Linked DNA regions of Rattus norvegicus: region 2 is linked to region 1. A link is a contact called in public Hi-C data. All regions are on one chromosome and are shown on one strand. Each heading gives the region's core, a stretch centred on a gene start, on an enhancer-like site or on the middle of the called end of the contact. The rest is flanking DNA. Distances are from core to core; before and after follow the strand shown. Region 1 has its middle 160 kb from the start of Cpe. Region 2 overlaps Tll1 (tolloid-like 1).

Region 1 (4,536 bases), core at 1,082-3,581:
CAGAAAGCTCTATCCAATTCCTTCTTGCATTGTTTCAGCTTTGTCATACACAATTTACGGGGGGAAATGAGTTCCAGATGCTTAGTAGAGTTGTTCCAGAACTACCTTCTTTCTGGCTCTTATTGAGCGGGTTGGGATTTGGTGGCTGTATTTATGGTCAACAAATGCTTGCAGTTCATGACTTCGATGTCTTCTTCTTTAGGGTGTGTGTAAACACACACACACACACACACATACATACAGAGACACACAATCACCTTCAGCTATTAAAAATTATTATGAAAATCTTTGGCTTCTTTTTGTAATTAATTTTTAAAAATTTAAAAACTTGCATAAAGACTATGTGGTGCCTTCACACTGGCATACATGTTTTGTTTTGTTTTGTTTTGCTTTTTTTGTGGGGGGTGATGTTTGTCTCTCCTTTCCTCCCCTGTTGCTTTCTCCTTTCCTCGTGTATCTTCTCTCTCCAGTAGTTTCCATTCTATTTGCATGTCACATGCATTCTATTCCCCCTTGCTCCTCCCCCTTTCTACAGTCCTTGGGCTTTCTTTTTTTTTCTTACTTCTTTCCAATTGTATGACCTATATCCTGCACATATACTTATGACCCATACACGAATTAAAATATAGTCTTCTCAGTCCAGCACCATTTCTTGGTCTTTTTGTTATTATTTTTTTTTTCCGGAGCTGGGGACCGAACCCAGGGCCTCGCGCTTGCTAGGCAAGCGCTCTACCACTGAGCTAAATCCCCAACCCCCCAGCACCATTTCTTTTCAAACTTGCTTGACAAGTATGCGCAGTCCTGGGTACCATTTTCCCACCCAGCTTGCTGTGGAAGAGAGCTCAGCCCTTAGGAAGGTGAGCAACTTGTTTCCTGTAAACTGCTAAATGGAGTTTTATAATCATTACCAAGTACAATTCCAGCGTGTGAATAGAACATAAGGGACATATTTATTTTAATGTAGATCTTGGCTATTTATGAACATTATGGAGAAACGTATTTCTGTAAACCATGATCACCAGAGAGGTATGTGTTTATCCCTGCAGAGCTGTGGCACCGACTTCAGGGCTAATGGAAGGCGTATGCAGATTGGTGAGTGGCATTCTAATGAGTGATCACAGAGGCCTGGCTTCCCCACCATTTATCTTTCCTCTGGGATTTAAAAATCACTGATCATTTAAATTCCACTAACATTGATCTACTTAGTTTCTTCGATTGCCCATGCACACAGGGTACTGATGGGATAGTATGTAAACTGTATTTTCATTAAATTTATTCTGTCGGCAATAGACCAAGGCAACTTAATGATTCTCAGTTTTTCCTCCTCCACTCAGTGCCATGTGTAGGGACACGGCCTATTTCTCGTTAAGGAGATCTTAGGATTTCCTTTGTGGCGTCCGAGCCAGTCTGGAGCCGGGTGACTCTTGAGAGTTTTGATGGCTTCCCTGGTGTTTTATATCTTCCATCTTCATTCATTCCCATTTTTATTTCAAGCCAATAATCTCACGATTGATGTATATGGTTTGAAAAATTACTTTCACATGTTAGGTTTATGCTACTTCCTATTTTCCCTGTCACTGGAATCACATTAGCCTACTCAATAATATGCCACTATTTAACTCCTTATTGGAAATCTCTTTCCCGTGTTCACTATATATTGGCATAGAAATGAGAGCTGCTGGTTCTGAAAATATTTCACATACTCCTCATTCTTTCCTTAGATCAGATTCGTCTGGGACTAAATTGCATTTAGATAACAGCTAGATAGGGCTTGATAACAGTAAACAATTTATGTATTAGCTAGTATTGTCATTTTTAATATTATCATGATCACCATCATCCCATTCTTCAGTAATTCATTACCTCATTTTACACACACACACACACACACACACACACACACACGGACACTGTTGATAAAAATGTTTCTGTGCTTGACTCATTGCACGGGGATAAGTGCTGTCTTGGATCTTTGGGCATCTTCCCAGAAGTGGAATTTCAGGACAGAAGTTAAGTGCTCACTCCACATTGCTAGTACGTATACTGCTGAGTAATTTCCCACAATAATGACACTAGTTATTCTCCTCCCTAGACTACATTATTGCCGCTCCTTATTTTTACCAGCCCATGGCATTATTTTAGCAAATTTGTGGTAGGAAAGACTATCTCCTTCCTCTGGTTTTAATTTCATTTCTTTGATTAAGAGTGAGGTTGATTCATGAGAGTTGCTTACATATGTTGGATATTAATCCTCACTTGGCCACTGTCATGCTCTGCATATTTATGTTCTCCTAAAATTTATATGTTGTAACTCTTACCCCATACAGTGGTAGCAGGAGCTCCCACTGTAATTTGATTAGGCAGGGTCATGACTGTGGGACTCCTAATGATAGATGTAAACCCTTAGAGAGTGAGGGAAGTGATTGTTTTCTCAACCAAATAACAAGAAGCAACTGTCTACTAACCAGAGGGAAGGGGAGAGAGAGAGAGAGAGAGAGAGAGAGAGAGAGAGAGAGAGAGAGAGAGAGAGAGAGAGATTCCTAAACCTAGAATCTGCCAGCGTCTTGAGCTCAGAATTGTGAGAAATGAATGTTGGGCATTTTCCTGGTCACTGGCATTTTGTCATTCTGTCATAGCAACCCAAGATGACTAACACCATCACTTAAGTTACAATTGTCCTTTTGTAGTTTGTGGCTTGTTTTTATCCTGCCTGTGTTGTTTTTGGATGAAGGGTTCTTAATTTAAATGTGGTTGACTCTATCTAACTTTTCCTTTATGGTTAATGCGGTGGTCAATGTGACTGGGTATATTCAAACTTTTGGTCAATAATTACTCTGGGTGTGTCTGTGAGAGTCTTTCTGGATGATATCAACATTTAAATCCATAGACTGTGAAAGGTCTCCATGAAGCCAGTTGCGGTCATATGGAGTTGAGAGTCTGACCTTCCTTTGAGTAGTCTGTGACTCCTACTACTTGACTACAGTGAGCTGAGACTCTAGTATTTCTGACCTTTGAACTGAACAAAAGCAGGGTATGTTAGCTGGCACTTTCTAGATGTGCATGTGAGGAGATTTATTAGGACATTGTTTCCCATGATCATAGAAGAGGAACAGTTCCTCTTCTCTATAGACCCAGCAACTATGACTCAGAAGTCAGAGCCATCAGTTCAAGGATCAAAGTCCACAAATATTAAGAGGGTGTCTTAGTTAGGGTTACTACTGCTATAATAAAACACCATGACCAAAGCAACTTGGGGTTGGAAAGACTATATTTGACTTATATTTATATATCAGTGTTCATCACTGAAGGAAGTAAAGCTGGAACTCACACAGGGCATGAACCTGAAGACGGAAGCTGACGCAGAGACCATGGAGAGGTGCTGTTTACTGGCTTAGATCTCTACGGCTTTTTCAGTCTGCTTCCTGTGAAACCTAGGACCACCAATGGTGGGATGACACCACCTACAATGGGCTGAGCCCTTTCTCAATCAATCTCTAAGAAAATGCCTTGCAGGTTTTCCTGCAGCCAAATCTTACAGAGGCATTTTTTAAAAATTGAGGTTCCCCGCTCTCAAATGACTTTAGCTTGTGTCAAGTTGACATAAATCTATTTAGCAGAGAAGATCATTGAACAAGCCCCAGCAGCTCATAGTAGAACCTAGAATTTAAGAGAAGTAGCATCAGAAAACATGCTTCCTCATCAAAGAAGAACTGAGCACGGAGAAAGAGGTGGAAGAGAAAAAGGAAGAAGGGAGGGGGAGGAGGAAGAGGAAGAAGAGAGAACTGGAAGAGAGACAAGAGAAAGATGAGAGGAGGAAGAGGAGGAGGAAGAAAGAGAGGAGGAGGAAGAAGAGTAGGAGGAAGAAGAGTAGGAGGAGGAGGAGCTGGGAGGAGGAGGAGGAAGGAGAGGAGGAGGAGTTGGGAGGAGGAGGAATTAGAGGAGGAGGAGGAAGGAGAGGAGGAGGAGGAAGGAGAGGAGGAGGAGGAAGGAGAGGAGGAGGAAGGAGAGGAAGAGGAGGAAGGAGAGGAGGAAGAGGAGGAGTTGGGAGGAGGAGGAGGAAGGAGAGGAGGAGGAGGAAGGAGAGGAGGAGGAGGAAGGAGAGGAGGAGGAAGGAGAGGAGGAGGAGGAAGGAGAGGAGGAGGAGGAAGGAGAGGAGGAGGAGGAAGGAGAGGAGGAGTTGGGAGGAGGAGGAGGAAGGAGAGGAGGAGGAGGAAGGAGAGGAGGAGGAGGAAGGAGAGGAGGAGGAAGGAGAGGAGGAGGAGGAAGGAGAGGAGGAGGAGGAAGGAGAGGAGGAGGAGGAAGGAGAGGAGGAGGAAGGAGAGGAGGAGGAAGGAGAGGAGGAGGAGGAGGAGGAAGGAGAGGAGGAGGAGGAAGGAGAGGAGGAAGAAGGAGAGGAAGAGGAGGAGGAGCTGGGAGGAGGAGGAGGAAGATAGGCCTTATCTTTTTTTTTCTGCTTTCTGCTCCATCTGTAGCTGCCAGAATATGTCAACCCATATCCTGGGGTCTATGGATCTCCTACTCAGTTTACCACATGAC
Region 2 (4,316 bases), core at 195-2,694, 520 kb after region 1:
ACAACTGGATTGTGAATGGTTGCTGGTGTCAGAACAAGGCTCTCGGCTTGAATTGTCCTTCCAGACTTTCGAAGTAGAAGAAGAAGCCGACTGTGGCTATGACTATGTTGAAGTCTTTGATGGTCTCAATTCCAAAGCTGTGGGTCTTGGTAGATTCTGTGGCTCAGGGGTAAGTAGGCTACCAACAGGGTCCCATAATCAACTAATGAGAAGCCTATCAGCCAGTGGTTACTCTATATAATATTACAAACTGGAAGGATTTTTGAAATAAAGTCATACTGTATTCTTAATGATGGCTCAATAAAATTAACATGGCTTTCCTATCATCCTATCTGTCCACTTCTGAAGAGTTTGCATTATAATTTGTGTGAGTATATGGACTTAGTTGTTCCGGTCTTATGTCACTTTCCGTATTCTAACTTTTCACTGCGCAGTGACTGTCTAAATGATCAGTAATCCAAAACCAATATATACAAGAACACAACCTTGACAACATTGTTCCCTCTGAAATTAAAGCATAAGAGAAAAAATCCATATCTCTCCAGTTTACATTCAATTTTTTGATGGTTCAGAGGTTAAGAACACTATATACACTTCCAGAGGTTCTGAGTTCAATTACCAGCGACCACATGGTGGTTTACAATCATCTGCAATGGGATCTGATGACCTCTTCTGGTATGCATGTAGAACATTCATATATAATGAGGAGAGAGAGGGGGAGAGAGAAAGGGATGGAGGGAGGGAAGGAGGGAGGAGGGAGTGAGGGGGGAGAGAGAGAGAGAGAGAGAGAGAGAGAGAGAGAGAGAGAGAGAGAGATGATAGATAGATCCTTTTGGTCAGAGTGGCAGGGCCAGCCACTAGTTTAGTTCCAGCAATGCAGAATGCTCCTCCACTGACCTGCATGCAGAGGTACAGTACAGAGATAGGTAGGGGAGAGGCCACATGGGAAACACTCTGGTTTTCTCTAGTTCCCCCAGCACTCACTGCATTCAAATTTAGACTATTCTCCTGTGTATTTTGCTTGACCCCCTGACTCTCTGAGTCTCAACTCTTATCTATAAATTAAATAATAATAATAATATAATAATAATAATAATAATAATAATATCAAACTTCTACCAAAATAACACTTGTAACAAAAGAGCTTCTTGGACTGTTCTAGGCTATTAAACGAGGAAGAAAATGAAGACTTAGATTCCACAAGTGGCTTAGTTCACAATAACCTCTGCATATCTCTTTACTGTTTTGTAATCTCCTTTATTTACATAAAAATGAACAGAAGATGGATTACAGTTTTAAAAAACCCAAATCTTACTGAAATTTCTGGAATTTAGGGGTACATTAAAATGTCTTTAAAATATGAGCTCTTCGGCATGCCAGCTTCCTCTCTAAATCTCATGCTTTCTCAGCTTTGTGAGAGCAGACCAATAGTGCTTGCTAGGTTGCTGGGTGGGTTGAATGATGAGAGCGTGCACACGACATGAAACAATGGCCCATTCTTCTCTCATTTCTGCTTTATTTGCCTTTTCTTTCAGCCACCAGAAGAAATCTATTCCATTGGAGATGTGGCTTTAATTCATTTTCACACAGATGACACTATCAACAAGAAAGGATTTTATATAAGATATAAAAGTATAAGATACCCAGAAACCATGCATGCCGAGAACTAACGCCAACCCTCCCTCAGAACAGAAAGGAATGTGCATATGGAAAGAAGACATTTTTAAAATCGACAATATTAGTACAATTGTTTTATATAATGAATCTGAACAAGAGAAACCTGCAAGATTAAAGATATCTCCAAAGTCAAAGAGAATTTTCCAGAAAACCTGATTGGCATTGCAAGGATGTTTGAAAGTCATGCTTGTTCAAGGAAGATTAACAGCTTGAAATAGATGCCTCACACTTTGGACAATTCACTTCATGGGCTGTGAATCTCTGGAGTGATTTCTTGACTACTTTTTCAAGATCTGGGGATAAAAAATGATCGGACAGATCATAGTTTGGAAACCCACTTCTTGGGTCTCAGCATGTTTGCTTAGACTTTGTAGGTCAGACAGTGTAAACCAAATTCTTGAAGGGTAATGTGGAATAGTGGTCTTTGGAAGGTGATTCGTCATTTAAAAGTAGATGTGTGTTTGTGTATGTTCATTTGTGTGTATGTGTGTGTGTGTGTGTGTGTGTGTGTGTGTGTGTGTGTGTGTTTGGAAACTGGAATATTTCATCTTCATTATTTTCAAGTGCAGGCCAGCTTAACCTGTTCACACAAATGATTTCGTGACCACTTCATTGTATCTATATCTTGAGAAGTTTGAACTATGTATAGTGTCTACAATGCAGTTAATCCCTAGATATCATATTTAATTACTGGATAATACCCAGTTCATTAGTAAACTCATTTTTCTCTGGGGAAGTGCTGAATAGTCACACCAAATCCGAGAAACTCACTATGTCTTATAAACTTTAAGATAAAATTTCAACGAGGTGTGTGCAGCCATCTTCCAAATGACTGCCTGGATGTTTCTTATTCCAGTTACTACTGCTGCTGCTATGGTCTTTCTTTTATTGTTAATGTGTTGATATGTTATTATTTTGGATATTGTTATTGATGTTGTTACTATATTTAAAAATGATGAGATGGAGTGAAAGTAGAGTTTGGGAGAAATTAAATCTATCTCTTTTATTTTTTGTTCTCTTCTTGAAATTCAGTTTCAAAAATACAATATTGGGTGGAAAATGATTTGTTTCTGACATATTTCCTATGGTGCTATTCCATAAACATTAAAACAGCAGCAACAATAAGTCTCTGACCTTTGAGCCAAATGCCTGTGTACTATGAATGCCTCCCTCTGTGTAGCTGGCAAAGGAGACTCAAGACTTCTTAGATATTTCAAGAGTGTATCATGACAAGGACAAAGATTGTCTTGTGGAACAACTACTTCCAATGCCTTAGAATTCCTGCACACAATCAAACCAATCTGCTTAAAGACAAGCCTCTTGAGATGTTGTCCACCATAGTGTATGTTAATCAGGAACTCCAAGAAGAAAATCCATTTCCATAACAGAGACATTGAACATACAGATACATACACATGTGTACACCCCATTCTGCTTTTGTTGTAGAGATATAATTTTAGGACAAACTTTTGCTCTATAGCGCTGTGCGTTTTTTAATATTAATGTATGTATATACGAGACTCTGAGTGAGAGTGTCTGCTAGGAGGTAAAGAGCTATAGATGGTTGATAACTTTAATTCTGCGTGCCAAGTTGTCCTAGAACTGTGTTTGAAATAGCACCATGATAAGGTTTCATGGCCATATAATGGATAATTCTAATTACCGTCAATCATAGCAAAGAAAGGCTCTTTCTCTTAGACAATCTATTTTGAACTTTTTATGTTGATGTGAGTTACTGTGCAAAGGAGCTTTTTCTGCTTAATTGTCCACGAACACTGACTGTCTGAAAAATGAGGTATATTTCTTTATTTTTACAAAATTAAACTCTACATCTAGATATAACAATTTTACTTTTCTCATTTTTTTTTTCTTGAACAATCTTTCTCTATTTATGTTGCGTGAAATGTAAACACAGTTCTTGAGCCAGTGTTTGGATCTCATGGAACGTGGCCTTCAAACTATGTAACTGCTGCCTGTAATGTAGATGTGGAAATGACATATTCCAGTAACTTCTTTCGTTATCACTCATCTCATGCTAACCAAGACACACTCACATTGAGGGAAAGAAAAAAAAAGGCATCCACCCTGAAAGTGTTTTGCGCTGTTCCAGGCTTTGTGTAGGCAGGAGCCGGCTTCCAAACTCCATGCATGCTTCTCCTCAGTGATGCTGAATTAAACCATGCAATGAAATGCGACCTAGAGATATCACGATACTTCCCAGGGTAACAGGAAGTTAGGTGTAGAAACTCTGTGTACTGCCAGAATCTGTGCTAATTTGGCAACGTGCAGTAGATCACATCACAATACACCTGAGCAGTAGAATTTTTAAATGATGAAAACTTTCTCCACAAAGCAAATTCCAGGTAGGACTCACAGACAGTTATCAGTTTATGAGTAACATTTTTATTCAGCAACTGCATGAAAATCAGGTCAACTACATGTAGATACTGCACCAAAGGCAGTACTAAAACTAACAACAACTCTATAGTTTGGTGCACTGAGCTTTTTATTAAAATGAATATATTAAATCATTTTAAGTGTCATGGTGGGAAAATGTAGCTATTTTAAGAAATAGCCCAGATACTCCAATTGATCTCCTACTAGGCCAGAGAAACTAAACTGAAATACCTAGGAAATTA

What was found. Hi-C and Micro-C count contacts between places; a contact is called where the count stands out from the background.
Region 2: a Hi-C map of Schwann cells shows a contact between it and region 1, with 3 times the contacts expected there. The contact joins two enhancer-like sites. A contact is called at or near these places in 11 of 12 Hi-C or Micro-C datasets (the A7r5 cell line, the Rat2 cell line, Schwann cells and 6 more).

What each region holds. Positions count from the first base shown.
Region 1 is chr16:29,953,855-29,958,390 of GRCr8, forward strand. No RefSeq gene overlaps it. Among named protein-coding and RNA genes, the nearest start is that of Cpe, 160 kb to the left of the region's middle. Within about 2 kb of position 2,332, at least 6 of the 93 cell types and tissues checked have an H3K27ac peak or open chromatin away from gene starts, as enhancers often do. A contact at or near this core is called in Schwann cells, where this site is marked.
Region 2 is chr16:30,473,152-30,477,467 of GRCr8, forward strand. It overlaps Tll1 (tolloid-like 1), which reads left to right. Exons shown (of 21, transcript NM_001106081.2): 20 at 1-169; 21 at 1,536-2,735. The coding sequence ends at 1,670. Among named protein-coding and RNA genes, the nearest start is that of Tll1, 200 kb to the left of the region's middle. Within about 2 kb of position 1,445, at least 1 of the 93 cell types and tissues checked has an H3K27ac peak or open chromatin away from gene starts, as enhancers often do. A contact at or near this core is called in Schwann cells, where this site is marked.